Linked DNA regions of Podarcis muralis: region 1 is linked to region 2. A link is a contact called in public Hi-C data. All regions are on one chromosome and are shown on one strand. The core of a region is the stretch at or near the end of the contact, and the rest is flanking DNA. Distances in the headings are between cores, read along the strand shown. Region 1 holds the start of JUNB (JunB proto-oncogene, AP-1 transcription factor subunit). Region 2 holds the start of STX10 (syntaxin 10).

The links. Hi-C and Micro-C count contacts between places; a contact is called where the count stands out from the background.
Region 1: a contact with region 2 is called in a Hi-C map of tail, with 2.4 times the contacts expected there. The contact joins the promoter of JUNB here to the promoter of STX10 in region 2. A contact is called at or near these places in 2 of 3 Hi-C or Micro-C datasets (blood and tail).

What each region holds. Positions count from the first base shown.
Region 1 is chr2:44,320,411-44,324,369 of rPodMur119.hap1.1, reverse strand. JUNB (JunB proto-oncogene, AP-1 transcription factor subunit) reads right to left here and starts at 1,629. Exons shown (of 2, transcript XM_028717382.2): 1 at 1,526-1,629; 2 at 1-1,118. The coding sequence starts at 1,094. The coding sequence ends at 213.
Region 2 is chr2:44,119,157-44,122,979 of rPodMur119.hap1.1, reverse strand. It overlaps STX10 (syntaxin 10), which reads left to right and starts at 2,052. Exons shown (of 8, transcript XM_028717357.2): 1 at 2,052-2,485. The coding sequence starts at 2,451.

The DNA.
Region 1 (3,959 bases), core at 380-2,879, 200 kb before region 2:
TCTTACACACACTCAGCACAGACCGGAGTTCTGGATCCACCAGACTGAGAGTCACAGACATAACTTGGAAAACAGGACTTCAGGAACAGAAGAGTTGGGAACTGGGCTCGTCAGTCCGGTTCCGTGTAAACTTTGCATTACAAGTCCCCTCTTTCTCTTCTCCCCACCCCACCCGCCAAAAAGGTCTTTGAGACGGCAGGGATCGCCGCCCATCAGAAGGACTGTTGCATCTTGGCCGTCAAGAGGAGCTGGCAGCCGTTGTTCACGTGGTTCATGACTTTCTGCTTGAGCTGCGCTACCTGGTCCCGCAGCGCGCTGGCCGTGTTGGACAGTCCCGCGTTCTCGCTCTTCAAGGTCTTCACCTTGTCCTCCAGCCGAGCGATGCGCTCCAGCTTCCTCTTCCTGCACTTGGTGGCGGCCAGGCGGTTGCGCAGCCGCTTCCGCTCCACCTTGATGCGCTCCTGATCTTCCATGTTGATGGGCGACACGGGCGGGCTCTGCATATCCGGCACCGTCTGGGGCTCCTCTTTGAAGCCTCGCGAAGGGTGCGGCAAGGCCAGGCCGTGCGGCTGCGGCATGTAGCTGAGGTTGGCGCTGGGGTAGCTGGACGTGGTGCTCAGCGTGGCCGAGGGGTTGTAGCTGGTCAGGTTGGTGTAGACGGGAGGCGGCTCCTGCGGGAGGGAGGCCGCGTAGCCGCTGCTGGCCGACGAGGCCGCTGCCGCCGCTGCTGCCGCCGCCGCCACCGCTCCGATGGAGACATTGGGCGGCGGCATGTGGTTCATCTTGTGCAGGTCGTCCAGCGCCTTGACGAAGCCGTCGGCGAAGCCTTCCTGCTCCTCGGTGGCCCCGCGCGGGTAGTAGTACTGGCCCGGCGGCGTCGGGGTGGTGGTGATCACCCCGTTGCTGTTCTGGACGATCAGGCGCTCCAACTCCGGGGCGGCTAGTTTGAGCGACGAGCTCCCGGTGTCGGCCTGTTGCTGCGGCGGCAACGAGCCCGGGAAGTACCCGGCGGGGCCGTCCTCTGGGGCGCGGAGGTGGTGCGGCAGCTGGGACTTCAGGCCGCGGAAGGGCTCCGCGGACAGGTTCAGAGCCATGCCCGACTTCAGCGTCTTGTAGTCCTGCCCGTACCCGGAGAGAAAGGAGTCAGGGTAGAAAGGCTGCTCCATCTTCGTGCACATCAGCCGCGCGCTGGGAAGGGGTCGCGAACCCGGGCTGGGACCGTCCGGGATCGAGCCTTCTCCCTAGCTGCCTCTGCCTAGGGGGCGCCGCGGGTCGAGTCTCTCGCTCCCCGAAACGAGGGCAGCAGCAGCGCGCTTCCTTCCGCCTCCCTCCCTGAGCTTCACTTCCAGATTTCGGAGAGACACTCACAAGGAGGGAAGGGAGCTCGTCTTTCCGGCGGCTTCTCCAACCACCCGCCCTGACTAAGCTCTGCTAGCGGGGATGGTTCACGCGTTGTCTGTCCCCCACCAGAAGGCGCGCCGGCTTCGAGCCCTCCCCGAGAAGCAAAAAGGAGCAGGTACCGTACCGGCGAAGGGAGAGAGAGAGAGAGCCTCCGGCGCGCGCGCTGGCGATTGCAGGTTTGCGAGTTATCTCAGCTGCAGCGTGCGCTTCCCGGAGCCTTTTATTGCGGGCAGGCGCTCGGCGGCGGCGGAAGCGAGCCGCCATTGGCTGAGGAGCCCAGTGCGCCTCCGCCCACCGCGGCGCACGCGAAGGGGGAACTGAGCTCATTGCTCGGCAGCTCGTGCTCCAGTAAACAGCCCCGGGGAGGGGGGAGTTGTAAAGGCGCCCGCGTCAGAAGCTGGGCGGGAGGGAGGGAGCCCGGGAGTGAGAGAGAGAGAGAGAAGGACGCACGCGGGCCCCGGGGGAAGAGAGGGGGGAAGAGCGCGCCACGCATCAAGCCCTCGAGCGCCACAGCCCCCCCCCCCAGGGGCAAGGTTAACATTCAGCCACCGGAAAGGTGGTAAAACAGGCCATGGGCATATAGACGAGCGGTTTTTGACAGCTGGAAGGGTTGGAGGCGGGAGACACCGCTCCAGATTCCCTCCCGCAGGTTAAACTCGCTGGGCGGTCTTTGTCCCAGGGTTGTTGTGAGGGGATGAAATTCACATAAAGCCCCAGAAGTCAAGCGCAGCTCCCTGGAAGATACGTGTCAGGTAAATACGCCACATTCAGCTGGGATGTCAGCTTCACCTTCCAGGTGAGACAAGCCCCATCTGATGGTGAGGCAATAGGAGGGCTTTCTTCATTACCAAATCACAGGGAAGGGCATTTCTTTGGAAGAATTTGTATTATGTTGTATGTATGTCAGTTACAAACATGTAGAAAGGTAATTCTTTGAATGGCTTCCACGTAGAAGTTTTTAAACCCAGAACAGCAGCGTCTGACTAGACATACAGTGGTACCTTGGGTTAAGTACTTAATTTGTTCTTAACCTGAAGCACCACTTTAGCTAATGGGGCCTCCTGCTGCTGCCGCGCCGCCGGAGCACGATTTCTGTTCTTATCCTGAAGCAAAGTTCTTAACCTGAAGCACTATTTCTGGGTTAGCGGAGTCTGTAACCTGAAGCGTATGTAACCCGAGGTACCACTGTATGTACAATAAACATACAACCTCTGGACACAGAGTGTTCTTTCTTATTAGGTCTAACTGCACACATAACATTCACTCAATGTCAGTAACTAAATAAATGTGCAGCCTGAGATGGATTCATGCATTAAGTACACAAATACTATAGAAATATGTACAGAAGAATCTCATTCCAAATGCAGAAGCTGTATTCACAAACTGCAAACACTTAAATGCCACATTAAGACTTAACCCAAACATAAATAAACATTCTTCAAAATATTCTTCAAAATAAACATACATACAATCTTAAAGAGACTTGTTTACTACGTTCAAATTCCAGAGGAGAAAAACACCAAAGGCCAGATGTACACCCAAAGTTCAGAACTGTAAAATTACTTTTATATAAAATCATTAATTACAAGACAACACATCACTTATGTTCATGGCACTTAGCAGAGTTTCAGAAACAGTTTCCTGCCCCCAATAATCTTCCAGTCTAAATTTTGACAGCGTGGAAGAAAAGAAGACAGGGGAAGAAAGGCAGGAGGGAGAGGCACTGGTAGCCAAAGGTGTATGTAAGCAAATGAAGTTACACCTGGTTACAGTTGTTGGGCATGAGAATTAAGGGGTTAAAGACTTAATGGAAAAGGTGAGTTCTGAGGAGGGGCCCCACAAATGCATACACCTAAAGACTCTGATTTGCACAGGTATACCAATCCTGACCCAACCCATTCACCCACAGAAGTACAAGGTGCAAAGTGATAATCAAGCCCAGTGGCCATGCTTTGGGTGGGTCTCGCTTCTTCTACAAACATGAGTATGTATTACATACAGTTCTCTAGCTTCATCTCCTTGCACGTATACACAATCACCCAGACATCTGGGAGAAGCTTCATCCCATTCTTCTCCCAGGGTTTAATATATTTAACAAACGATCCACCTCCCTGCAAATATCAGGTATTAGCTTTAGCTGATCTTTATATATTTTCAAGGGGATGCGAATTGTAAAGAGAGAGAGGTTTATAAATAAGTTATGAGTTGTTTCAGCAACCATAAGTGTGTAAGGGGAGGAGAGAGAACTTCAGGCATGGGGGCCAAATGCAGCTCTCCAGGCCTCCCTATCTGGCCCTCAGGACTCTCCGCAGACCATGCACCCTCCACACCTACATCTCTTCTCCCCAGACCATTCTCTCACTGGCACTGCTTCACACCCTTCTGGAGCATTTTTGCTTGGCTGCCTCTGGTCATTATTGGCATGTGCCCCCCATAACATTGCCCAGAAGGGATTGTGGCCCTTGGTGACGGCAACTTGACATTCTGGTAGTCCTAATACATTTCATTTTGGGGACAGTTGCCTTCAATGGAATTTACTTTCAAATAAGGATGTAGAA
Region 2 (3,823 bases), core at 803-3,302:
GACCAGCAAGTATCTTGCAGGAGCATGAGTGGGAGAGATGGTGCAGGCAGGTAGTTTTTCCTGCTTTACAGCTCTCATTGCTCAACCGGGGGAAATACTGAGTCCTAGTCATGTGTCCCTTCCTCGGGAACAACAACCACAGTAAGTAGCAGAGTGTGGGGGAGGGAGCTTCTTTCTCTCTTCCTTGTCAGCTTGTGTCACTGGAATTGTTATCTGCTGCCTCCCTCCTCTGCCAGCATTGCTGAAACAAGAAATTGTGCTATCGCCACCACGGCTATTCGACTGGGAAGAGGATTCCAAGCTATGGTCAGTGGGTCTTGCTCTCATTTTCCCTTATACTCACCAGGCTTTGTTACTAGCCGTGTGCGCACACGCTACTGAGAGGTTAATGCTGCGCTCTTTTTGCACGCATCACAATTTACTAAGTCACGTTCACGCGCACGTATCAGAGGCTTTCACTTTAAAAGCAAATCTTTCACTCATTCGTGACAGAATCAGAGAGGCCAGTTCGCATTTTTACCAGATCAACCCGATCACTATGGTGACTGAGCGAGGACTCTCTCTTGGATCCCCGTCGGTTTTCTCTCCAGGGTTTCCTTCGCTCAACAGGCTCCTCCTTCTATTTAGGTCACCCCAGCCTCTCTGCTTACCGCTTCCTTGCATGTATTATTGGACCATGACGACAGGGGCGGAGCCAAGGCTGCGTTTACCAACGTTGTAAAATATGCTTACGCTCGTAGCAGGACTGCTTCCTGTGTCCATAAATGGGCAACCAGACGAGAGACTCCATTGAGTTTCCGGGAGCCTGTCCAAAGAAGGGCTCTGCGCTTGCCCCTCCCCCTTCTGTTTACACACTGCCGCGACGTGATGTAACACGGCACTCTAGATACACAAGTTGCACACAAGCCACTAAAGCCTGCCTTAGCAATGTAACCTAAAGGCACAGACTCCCTCATTAGAAACAAATACTGCTTGTATTAAAAACAAATATTGCCTGGATACGTTTTCTTTTTCGCACATACACGGCCGGAGGTCTGTAAATACTTATCACTGAACTCCCGCGTGATCTAAATGTATTACCTTCTTCTCATAAACTCAACACGCCGTCCGTCCATGCACAACCATCTTTGCTGGGTCGCATGCAACCCGTTTGCACGTGCTCTGCGTTGTTCCCTCCACAGTCTCGCCGCATTGTCTTCACGCGCGCCCAGCTCCCATCCCCAAGCGTATTCCAAGCCGCCGCGTTGATCTGCACATGATACACTATGGCTAAGGGTCCTACACACATACATACTTACTTGGGAGTAAATTCCACTGAACTCAGCGGGACTTGCTTCTGAGTAGACATCGGTAGATGTAAAATCGCGATCCTATACACACTCTAATCAAGAAGCAAGTTCCGATGAACGCAGCGGAATTTACTTATTAGTAAAATACGCCTCAGATCGGGCCCCACATCCTAGGGAAGCCAGTTAGCAATGACTATCTTTAGCTGGTCTCGTATTACAAGCTGGCACGTTTTCCCTTACTCTTGCATCACGCCCGAGTCTCCGCAGGCGACCTTTCTTCCCCGCGGACTCTCTTTTCCTGACCGATGCCTGGGCATGCGTTGGTCAGGCTAACTATCACACCGAAATAAATTGCAGAGAGTAATGCGGGAAGTACAAAGGAGCGCACTCCATTGTGCCCTGAATCTAAGTACTGTTTCTGGTCCCTTAAACAACCGCCACCAACATGAATTAAAATCTCCACTTCACCCACAGGCAAGCACTGAAAACACACACACACACACACACACACACACACACACACACCCAAGCAGGGACTTGCAAACCGCTCTGTAAGCCTCTTTGCAGGAGCCCTTACAGTGTGAATGAGTGGCTAGAGTGTAACCGATAAGGAGCTGCGGTTTTGAACCCACGCCCAGGGAGCGGAGCCCAAGCTCTCAAACGCTCAGTTTGCAGGCGGAAAATGAATGAATCAGGAAGCCGGGCGGGGTGCGGCCTGCGCTATTTTAGGGCCGCGTTTCTTAGTAAGAGTGACGCATTTTCCATCTCCAGGAAGCTGAGGCGGAGGAGGGTGGGGGAAAAGAAAGAAAGGAGGCCAAGAAAGAAACGCGAGGCTGCTAGAAGCTCCAGGGGAGATTCCTGATTGCTCTCGCCAAGCGCTCTCCTCCCTTCCCCCGGCTCCTCCCCAGGAAAGACCGGCTCCACTTTCGCAGGGGAAGGGGTGGGGGAGGGAGGGAGCGCCGGGTTGGGCTGAGTTGAAAGAGGGCGGCCTGCTATTATTAGGAAAGAGGCGCCCGTAGTAAACGTGGCTGCTAAGCGGCTTCAGCTCAGGGAGGGAGGGACAGGCTGAGACGCTTCGCTCATAGACTTATATGGTTTGGCCCCCATACGCTGCTCTGCGGCCGGCTGGGCTTTTCCTGAAGGCATCTCGACCGGTCAGCAATGTCTCTGGAGGACCCGTTCTTCGTGGTGAAAGGGTGAGTGGCAGCCACTCCCACGGCCGCCGCAAACTCCGTCTTTCCTCGCCCCTGGTGGGGATGGGCGCCGCAGCAAGGCAGCCTGGCCCCGCGTGGGTCTGCGAGCATGGGAAGCGTCGGGTAACGCGGGGATGTGGAGGCGGGGCGGGGGCGAGAAGCTAGAGAACTCTGATTAGAAACCCGCCTCAGCTAAGGAACTTCCTCGAAACTCCGTTTATTAGCTGGTCCTAATAAAGGCACTGCCCTACTTCTATATTATTATTATTATTATTATTATTATTATTATTATTATTCACCCTAATGGATCAAACTCTCACGAAAGCCGCCACAGGGTCACAGCAAAGCGGATTCATTTCAGCCTCGAAGTTGGGACTCTATTTAGGGTTCTTGCTACAACAGTTTATAAATTTTATGGACTGCTCATATTTGGGGAACTGTGGACATTACTAAAAAAATATTGCGCACAAATTTTCCACGATGACAGAATCGTGTGTCTGAACAAGCTACAGCCCCCAAAGTATGTCTCTGTGACAAGTAATCAGTTTCTGTAGCTAAGTATACTTACACACGCGACTAAAAAAGGAAGTTACTTTGTAGAAATAGGGGTTTTTTTTGTAAAGTATTTTGCTTGACACTTGCACTTTGAAAGAATTGCTGAGTAGGATAACAAGGGGTTATACTAACCACTGGGAATTAGTGATGTTTTCCAGCTTCATATTTCATAATTAACAGACTATTCCCAAAAACCCTTGAATATACTTGGTTGCGATTTGTCCCTCGATCTCCTTCCTCATTTTGTCCTACTGATCTGGTGAATGGTGGGACTCTATATAATTTGCCAGCTTGAAGGAATACTGTTGAGTTTTGGCAGCTGGATCTCATAGATGGGAACAAGGAGATCTAGAGTTCTGTGCTTTGCTCTCTCTTTAAATCTACTGTTGATGAAAACAGACCTATGCCTCCCTTTCACCACACTTATCCTCTATGAACATCCCATTTTATAGCAGACATGGGAAACCTATGCTGCCCCCCTGGGCAGAAGTTGTTAGACTCCAGCTCCCATCAGCCTCAGTCGGCATGGCCAATGCCCAGGGATGCTGGGAGCTGTAGTCCAGCAGTATCAGGAGGGCCACACCTCTGCTTTATAATTGCAGTACTTTTAACAGTGCCTTATCTCATTCACTGCCACAGTAGCCTTTCCAGTACAGTGGTACCTCTGGTTATGTACTTAATTCATTCCGGAGGTCCGTTCTAAACCTGAAACTGTTCTTAACCTGAAGCACCACTTTAGCTAATGGGACCTCTTGCTGCCGCTGCGCTGCTGGAGCACAATTTCTG